Linked DNA regions of Rattus norvegicus: region 1 is linked to region 2. Evidence: chromatin contacts called from public Hi-C data. All regions are on one chromosome and are shown on one strand. The core of a region is the stretch at or near the end of the contact, and the rest is flanking DNA. Distances in the headings are between cores, read along the strand shown.

Region 1 (3,148 bases), core at 57-2,556, 180 kb after region 2:
GGATGGAGCTCAGGCTGTGACTTCGTTGGCAAGCACCTTTACTTGGTGAGCCACTCCGCTGGTCCATGTTTTTGCTTTTCTAATTCTTTTCTTTAACCGTCTATTTCACTGACTATAGGACCAGTTCAAGAATGTAATGAAGGTTTCCTTTCATCACTAGTGACTTGGTCCTGGGCACTGCCTAAGGGAAGCCATGGCAAAATGCTAGGATACCATCTTCTAAGTGTCTTTTACAGATAAGAGTACAAAAGAGACAGCCCAGCGATGTTATCCTTCACTTGGCAGGGGACGTTCAGAAGAAGGAATTCATTGTTATTTCTTTCCCTAAATGAGGACAAACAAGCTTGAAATGGAAGTGGCATGTCACTGTTAATGATAGCAATCCCATGGTTGGTTATACCGAGGTTTCCCTATGATAGTGATTAATTTACCTCAGAACACAATTTAACTTTTCTCCTGCTGGTACACATTTAGATTATTTCCAGTCTGGGTTATTTTGTAAGAAAACCTAAGATAGCCATTCTTATAGATAACATTTGTCCCAATTCCTATTTTCAAAAACCAGACTCCCTGAAAGAAGAAATTGTTGAGTTAAAGGACAGGGACCTTCAGACGGTCATTGCTTATTATCATGCTGTTCTCCAGAAACGATTGTACCAATCACTCTGCCACCTGCAGCGCGACAACGTGCTCTCGCCCTGTCCAGGGTCACATTTGTTTCAAATACTTTTGCAGTTTGACATTTTTCATGTAATTGAGTCTAGAGGGTTTTTTTTTCCTCCTTTGCAAATCCTCCCGTTGCTTTTCTGACCTTAGAAATCCAGTCCCTTCTCTTCACAAATACCAACCCAGTTTCTCTCCTGACTTTTGACCATATCCCTATTTATCATTAGCCTCCAGAATACCAGGGCTCTGCTTCTGTGTGTGTTCTGACATGAGACTATTCTGACTTTTTCCAGTCAATCTATTGGCTGTTCCAGGCCCACAAACCACGTCTTCCACCCTCCCCGTCCTGCTCTTTAGGACTCAGAGTTTTCACTAATACATTATCAGATGGTCAACAGGGAAAACAGTGAGAAGCAGACTCCACCTGCAGCTTCAGTTCTCAGAGGTTGGAATGGCTTCCTGGGACCACAGTGTACTCTGGAACTGGCTGGGCATAGCACCAAGAATGTTTCATGGACCAGCAGTTCTGACCAGTGGGAGGCGGTCCAAGACCACCCTATCTTGTTGACCTATCTGTCCTTGTAAGACAACAATGACTCTTACTTGCTACTAACTGCAGGGAGGGCCCTGTCAAGACAGGAATTTTTTGGCTGTGTTCTCCCTCGCTATTGTTTCCTCAAATTCCCAGACTGCTGACTGGCGGTGAACCATGCTTGAGCAATATTTTTCGAATGAATGAAAGGTTCAGAATGCTGTATTACTTTTCTCCTGGAGCTTTTTCTTGGCCTGATGATTATCCTTTGAATTTTCGCCAAATGACCTTGGGAATCATTGTTAAGTTGTGGACCGGAAATTCAATTGTCCCTGGAAATGCGAGATCAAGCTACAAGGAACCATACTACTCACTCGCAAGATAATAAGGGATAATGAAAGCTGGCCAAAATATGGAACATTCCCACACGCTGGCAGTGTAATTATAAACTGACAGTGCTAGTGAGATGCCTCAATGGGCTTGCAGAGAACCCAGGTTCAATTCCCAGAACCTACTACACACCAGCTCGCAACTCTGTAACTCAAGTTCCAAGAATCACAGACTTGCATGCAAGCAAAATGCCAATGCACACAAAAATAAATTTTTTTAAAAATTATGTGTATATATGTATATAAAAGTGTGTATATGTGTGAGTGTGTGTGTGTGTGTGTGTGTGTGTGTGTGTGTGTGTGTATAAACTGAAAAATCCTTTTTAGAAAACTGCTGGTCAATGTCCACTGTAACTGTATCTAACATAACCATAGGCTTAGCAATTTCAATCATAAAGAAATCTCTAACAAAATGTATATGGGATATAATACCAAAAAAGTTAAAGTATTCAGAGCAACTTATCTTAAGACGACAAAGAAAATGCTTAGGGAAAAAAAAACAGTCCGGAGATCTCTCAATGACTGGATACTTAGTTGACTGTCCTATAGTCACACAATAAAATACAATGTAGCGATAAACTAACCCACTCCACGTCACCACACAGATGATTCTACATAAACTCAGGCTTGGAGGTAGAGGTCAGCGCAAGAGTGAAAGCCTGTGTTGTTGGGGGCCTGGAACTCAGCACCCAGCAGTGCAAGAAGTAACAGAGAGAACAGACTGCATGACTACACTTAAGGTAGAATGAAATAAAGGACTGAACTAAGGTGTCACGAGAGAATTCAACCAGTTACCTTTGCTAGCTAGACTGGCTAGCACAGGGAACACGGACCTTCCAGGCACTGGTGCACTCTGTAAATAACCATGGAGACGTGTACTTATGGTCTGTGCACCAGACTCAGACCAACTGTCACACGATCACCGAGGGATTCTTATTGCCCTCACTTGTTTAGAGGTAAGGAAGAGGTCATCTCTTAAATGACATGTTAATCTGGATGCAGAATATAATTTTGTTCAGTTTACAAGCCAGTCCACCAAAGCAAGAATGACCTGCTTTAGGGTTCAAGAAAATACATCAAAGGTTGTCTCTTGGACTCATGGACAGAGGCCAACTATGATAGAAACATGTACTAGGGGTGTTGACAAAGGCAGCTTGGTTGTCCTTTAAGCAAGGTACAACGGTCACTGTCAGGGAAGAGACTCTTACAGCTACCACGGCTCTAGAATACGATTGGACATCTCTGGGGATATGCTCCAGAAGACTTTTATAATTCTTTTAAATGATCATATATCTCATCAGCTGTACCACACTGAAGGAGGAGAGTAGCAGACGGACTCAGAAAAGGAACCTGTCCCTGCAGTGCCTATCACTAGGACCAGAGTCCTACCTGGCTTGCTCCTCACTAATTATTTTAATAAAAGTCTGGGAGTGGTGACCTGGGTCAGAACCCTTACCTTCCCTGGCCGCTCCTGTTTGCCAGGAGTCACTTACGCCCTTGGGGCTGAAAGTCAAATTCTCCTGGACACCTTTTCAGTCAGAGATGCCCTGTGCACTCCAGG
Region 2 (3,328 bases), core at 442-2,941:
TAATATCATACCACTATAAGACAAATGTCTAGTTTGTTCCTTTTTGGTGTTTCAATGACAAGTATTCCTTTTCAAATTACACTCTCACAGATACTTTTGAGGTTAAAATATGACACATCTATCTCACACACACACACACACACACACACACACACACACACTCACACACTCATATACACATTCACACCCATTGGTCCATCTACCATCTGTGTTGTGTTAATGTAACTAAACTTCGTTTGCATCAAACCAGGGACTTTTAAATGTCCAGGAAATGCAAATAATGGGAATAAGTCAATTATAGTGACTCCCATAATAAGTCGTTGCACTCTGTTTCAGTTAAAGACCTGTGGGTTTACAGTGATTTTCCTCATTCCCATTTCAGCGCATGTACTTTGGGCATCTCTCATTCACAAGCCCCACACATTGGCAGTTCTTGCTGATATTTGGAGCCGATTCCCTACAGATGTGTTCTCTGAATATCCAAGGCAGAAAGGATTTGATTGTTATATTGTATGTTATCTTTTCTTGATCTTACCACCCTGGCCTGTGTCGGCATTCCACAGAGCCGGAGAAGAGAGTTCAGACAGCTGACTAGAGGAAGAAGACAAAAATTCCCATTGTTTAGATTTCTGTCAGAGGATATAAGAATAGTTAATTTCTTTTATCTCTGGGGCTTTCATTATCATTTAAATTTCATTTTACATTAATTGATCAGGGATTAGTAAAGCCATTATGCAGAAATTAGAATAAGACAAGCCAGATGGAATGAATAATTCATAAAGTCCAATTACGTTTTATTTCTGGTGTACTTTCAAACTTGCCTCTGACTTCTGTGCTATTTTGATGTGACAATATTCGCTGGAAATCAAGTGTGCCATTTTAATTTATTATATCCCTCTGGAGTGGAGGCATTTGTATGCAGTGGAAGAATGTTCAGTGTTTCCCCTCAGAACATCAACTTTAGGGGTCTTGGAAATCCTTGGTGATTTAGAAAGGATGTCATATTTTATGTGTAAGTTCAGAGGTTCTAGAATGAGCTACATTGCTCCACTTGGTTCGGGCGAACTAACCCCACCCCATAATATGGAGGCTACGGTCTTAACTAGATAGATTTCCACTTTCTTGTAAGAGCTGAGACCCGACTTTAAAGGTATTTGTCCCGTTTCCTTCGCCGCAAAGAAAGAGTTAAAATATGAATTTGGCCTGCAGTTTGACTAGAAGAAGCCACCGTTGCTGCAGCGACAAGGGAGGACCACGAGGTGGCAGACGTTGCCTTCGGTGCAGAGTCAGGGTTGCCAGGGACCGCCCGGGCTTCGGAGCATCCCAGCGGGTCCAAGCCCCTCAGCCCACTCCTGGGTTCAGGCTCCCAGCGACCTGCACAGCTTGGCCTGGCAAGAATTCCGAGCTAATGGCAGTCGCGTCCACCTGTCTGGAATGTCGCTTACAACTGTGTCTGAAACCGCCTCGCTCCGCGGGTCCCGGCCCCGGCCCATTCAGAGTCACCCCCACCCCCGGGGATTTATTTATGCCACTGGACAGTTGTAGTCACATTAAAGCTCCGGTTCACCTTCTCGAGGACTTTCATCTCGGGAAGTTTTATGACACTTGGTGAATGTGCAAAGTTTTTAATTAGGCTCTCTAGACAGCCCGAGGCGGCGGCAGCGCCACTAAGTCTTCACGGTCTCTCTGCTTTACAGCACAACAAGCCGCTCTACTCCTTTGAAGACAATGCAGACTATGTGTACGATGTCATGTGGTCCCCCGTGCATCCCGCGCTCTTTGCCTGCGTGGACGGGATGGGGCGCTTGGACCTCTGGAACCTCAACAGTGACACCGAGGTGAGCAGCAGGCTCCCGGGCCCAGGGCTGGGAGGGGGCACCCGGGCCACTCTGCAGTCTGATTCTTCCTGGGGAAAAAAAGACCTGCCTTTTGTGGACAGACCCTCCAACAGCCTCTGGGCAGCGTCCATCGCCCCCACCCCCAGCCCCCAATTCTTAACTACTTGGAAGGGAACTAGCAGATGTATTGGCCAAAACTCCATTTCACTTCATTCCTAAACTGTAGCAGATCTTAGACAGTTACTGACTCTGGTTCACACACACCTTCCCCACCCCACCCACGCCCCCAAGAGCACAAATTGTGTTCACACTTTTCCCTGAGGGGAAGGACACATAGCGTTGAAATAGCTTTATTGGCAGACTTGGAAAAGTAAGATTTTCTGGGTGCCGTCTTTTTTAGATTGGATTATTGAAATGAGGTTACCCTGTCGACGCTGGCTATTCGTACCATTTCTGTTTTGACTCCATAAAATATGATTCTCTACACGACTTTCTGTTTAGATCTGCCATCCATTTGATTTTTGCTAAGGAAATATTCCTTGTCTGCGATATTGAACTCAAAGGCAGTAGTGTCTAAGTTGAAACATGTATGCAAAACTCAGTTTTTAAAATGGGATTTTTAACATGTCACATTTAAAGTCATTCACGAGTGAAAGATGCCTATTTCTTTAAAAGAAAAAAGTTGATAACAAAATGATTACTTTTAAAGTGTATTTTATTTGCTTTGCTTCTTTTCTTTCAATCCCTGGGAAGTACTGAGGGTCTAATTCAGAGCCTTAGGATTGGTGTTGTTGACAGGGAACATGTTTCATGAATATTATGTGTCCTAAAAATGGCCTCTGCATCACTTCTTGGTTTTTGGTTTGGGTACAGATATGCAGGTAAAGAGTGCATGATACAAGGTACCTGTCAAGCAAAGCCAGTCTTTTGAAGAGCTTGGGACAGGAAGTCATTCAGCCTTTTTAATTAAGGATCCTAAGGCTGGAGGACATAGAGGAGAACAGGAGACTAGGGTTTTTTTTGTTTTTTTTTTTGTGGGAGGGGACAGGGAAATTTCCTTCAGGTGGTGTTGTGCCTGGGTGCTTTTAATGGCACATATTTCTGTAGCTATCACCAGGCAAATGTATTTCCATCACAGCCATTTTTTTTTCTTTTACCTCCAAGGACTGTGGGGGAAAGAAAGTTACATAATGAAGGTATCTTTGAAAATCCTCAGAGGGCAGGAGTGAGATGCCCATCGTTTGGGATGCTGAAATGTTTATAACATCATTGCGTTTAATAGTGAGATGCTATTACCTTACGTTGTAATGGTTTCCCAAAGTCTTTCATCACCGTTGATTAAAATCATACTGCTTCTATTTGCCAGAAGAAACTCACTCTAAGCAACCAAAAAAACAAAAACGCTTTCCAGATTGACTCGGGAGCGTGCTATATGAGAAAGCCGGCCAAGCCGAGGTGATGTTTTCATGACACCCAGCTCTGGTGCATAG

What was found. A called contact is a pair of places that touch in the nucleus more often than the background predicts.
Region 1: a Hi-C map of Schwann cells shows a contact between it and region 2, with 3 times the contacts expected there. The contact joins two enhancer-like sites. A contact is called at or near these places in 2 of 12 Hi-C or Micro-C datasets (the A7r5 cell line and Schwann cells).

The regions. Positions count from the first base shown.
Region 1 is chr4:35,292,260-35,295,407 of GRCr8, forward strand. All of the region lies in intron 2 of Slc25a13 (solute carrier family 25 member 13), which reads right to left. Among named protein-coding and RNA genes, the nearest start is that of Rpl31l14, 25 kb to the left of the region's middle. Within about 2 kb of position 1,307, at least 26 of the 93 cell types and tissues checked have an H3K27ac peak or open chromatin away from gene starts, as enhancers often do. A contact at or near this core is called in Schwann cells, where this site is marked.
Region 2 is chr4:35,109,165-35,112,492 of GRCr8, forward strand. Dync1i1 (dynein cytoplasmic 1 intermediate chain 1) reads left to right here. Exons shown (of 17, transcript NM_019234.2): 15 at 1,698-1,838. Among named protein-coding and RNA genes, the nearest start is that of Rpl31l14, 160 kb to the right of the region's middle. Within about 2 kb of position 1,692, at least 7 of the 93 cell types and tissues checked have an H3K27ac peak or open chromatin away from gene starts, as enhancers often do. A contact at or near this core is called in Schwann cells, where this site is marked.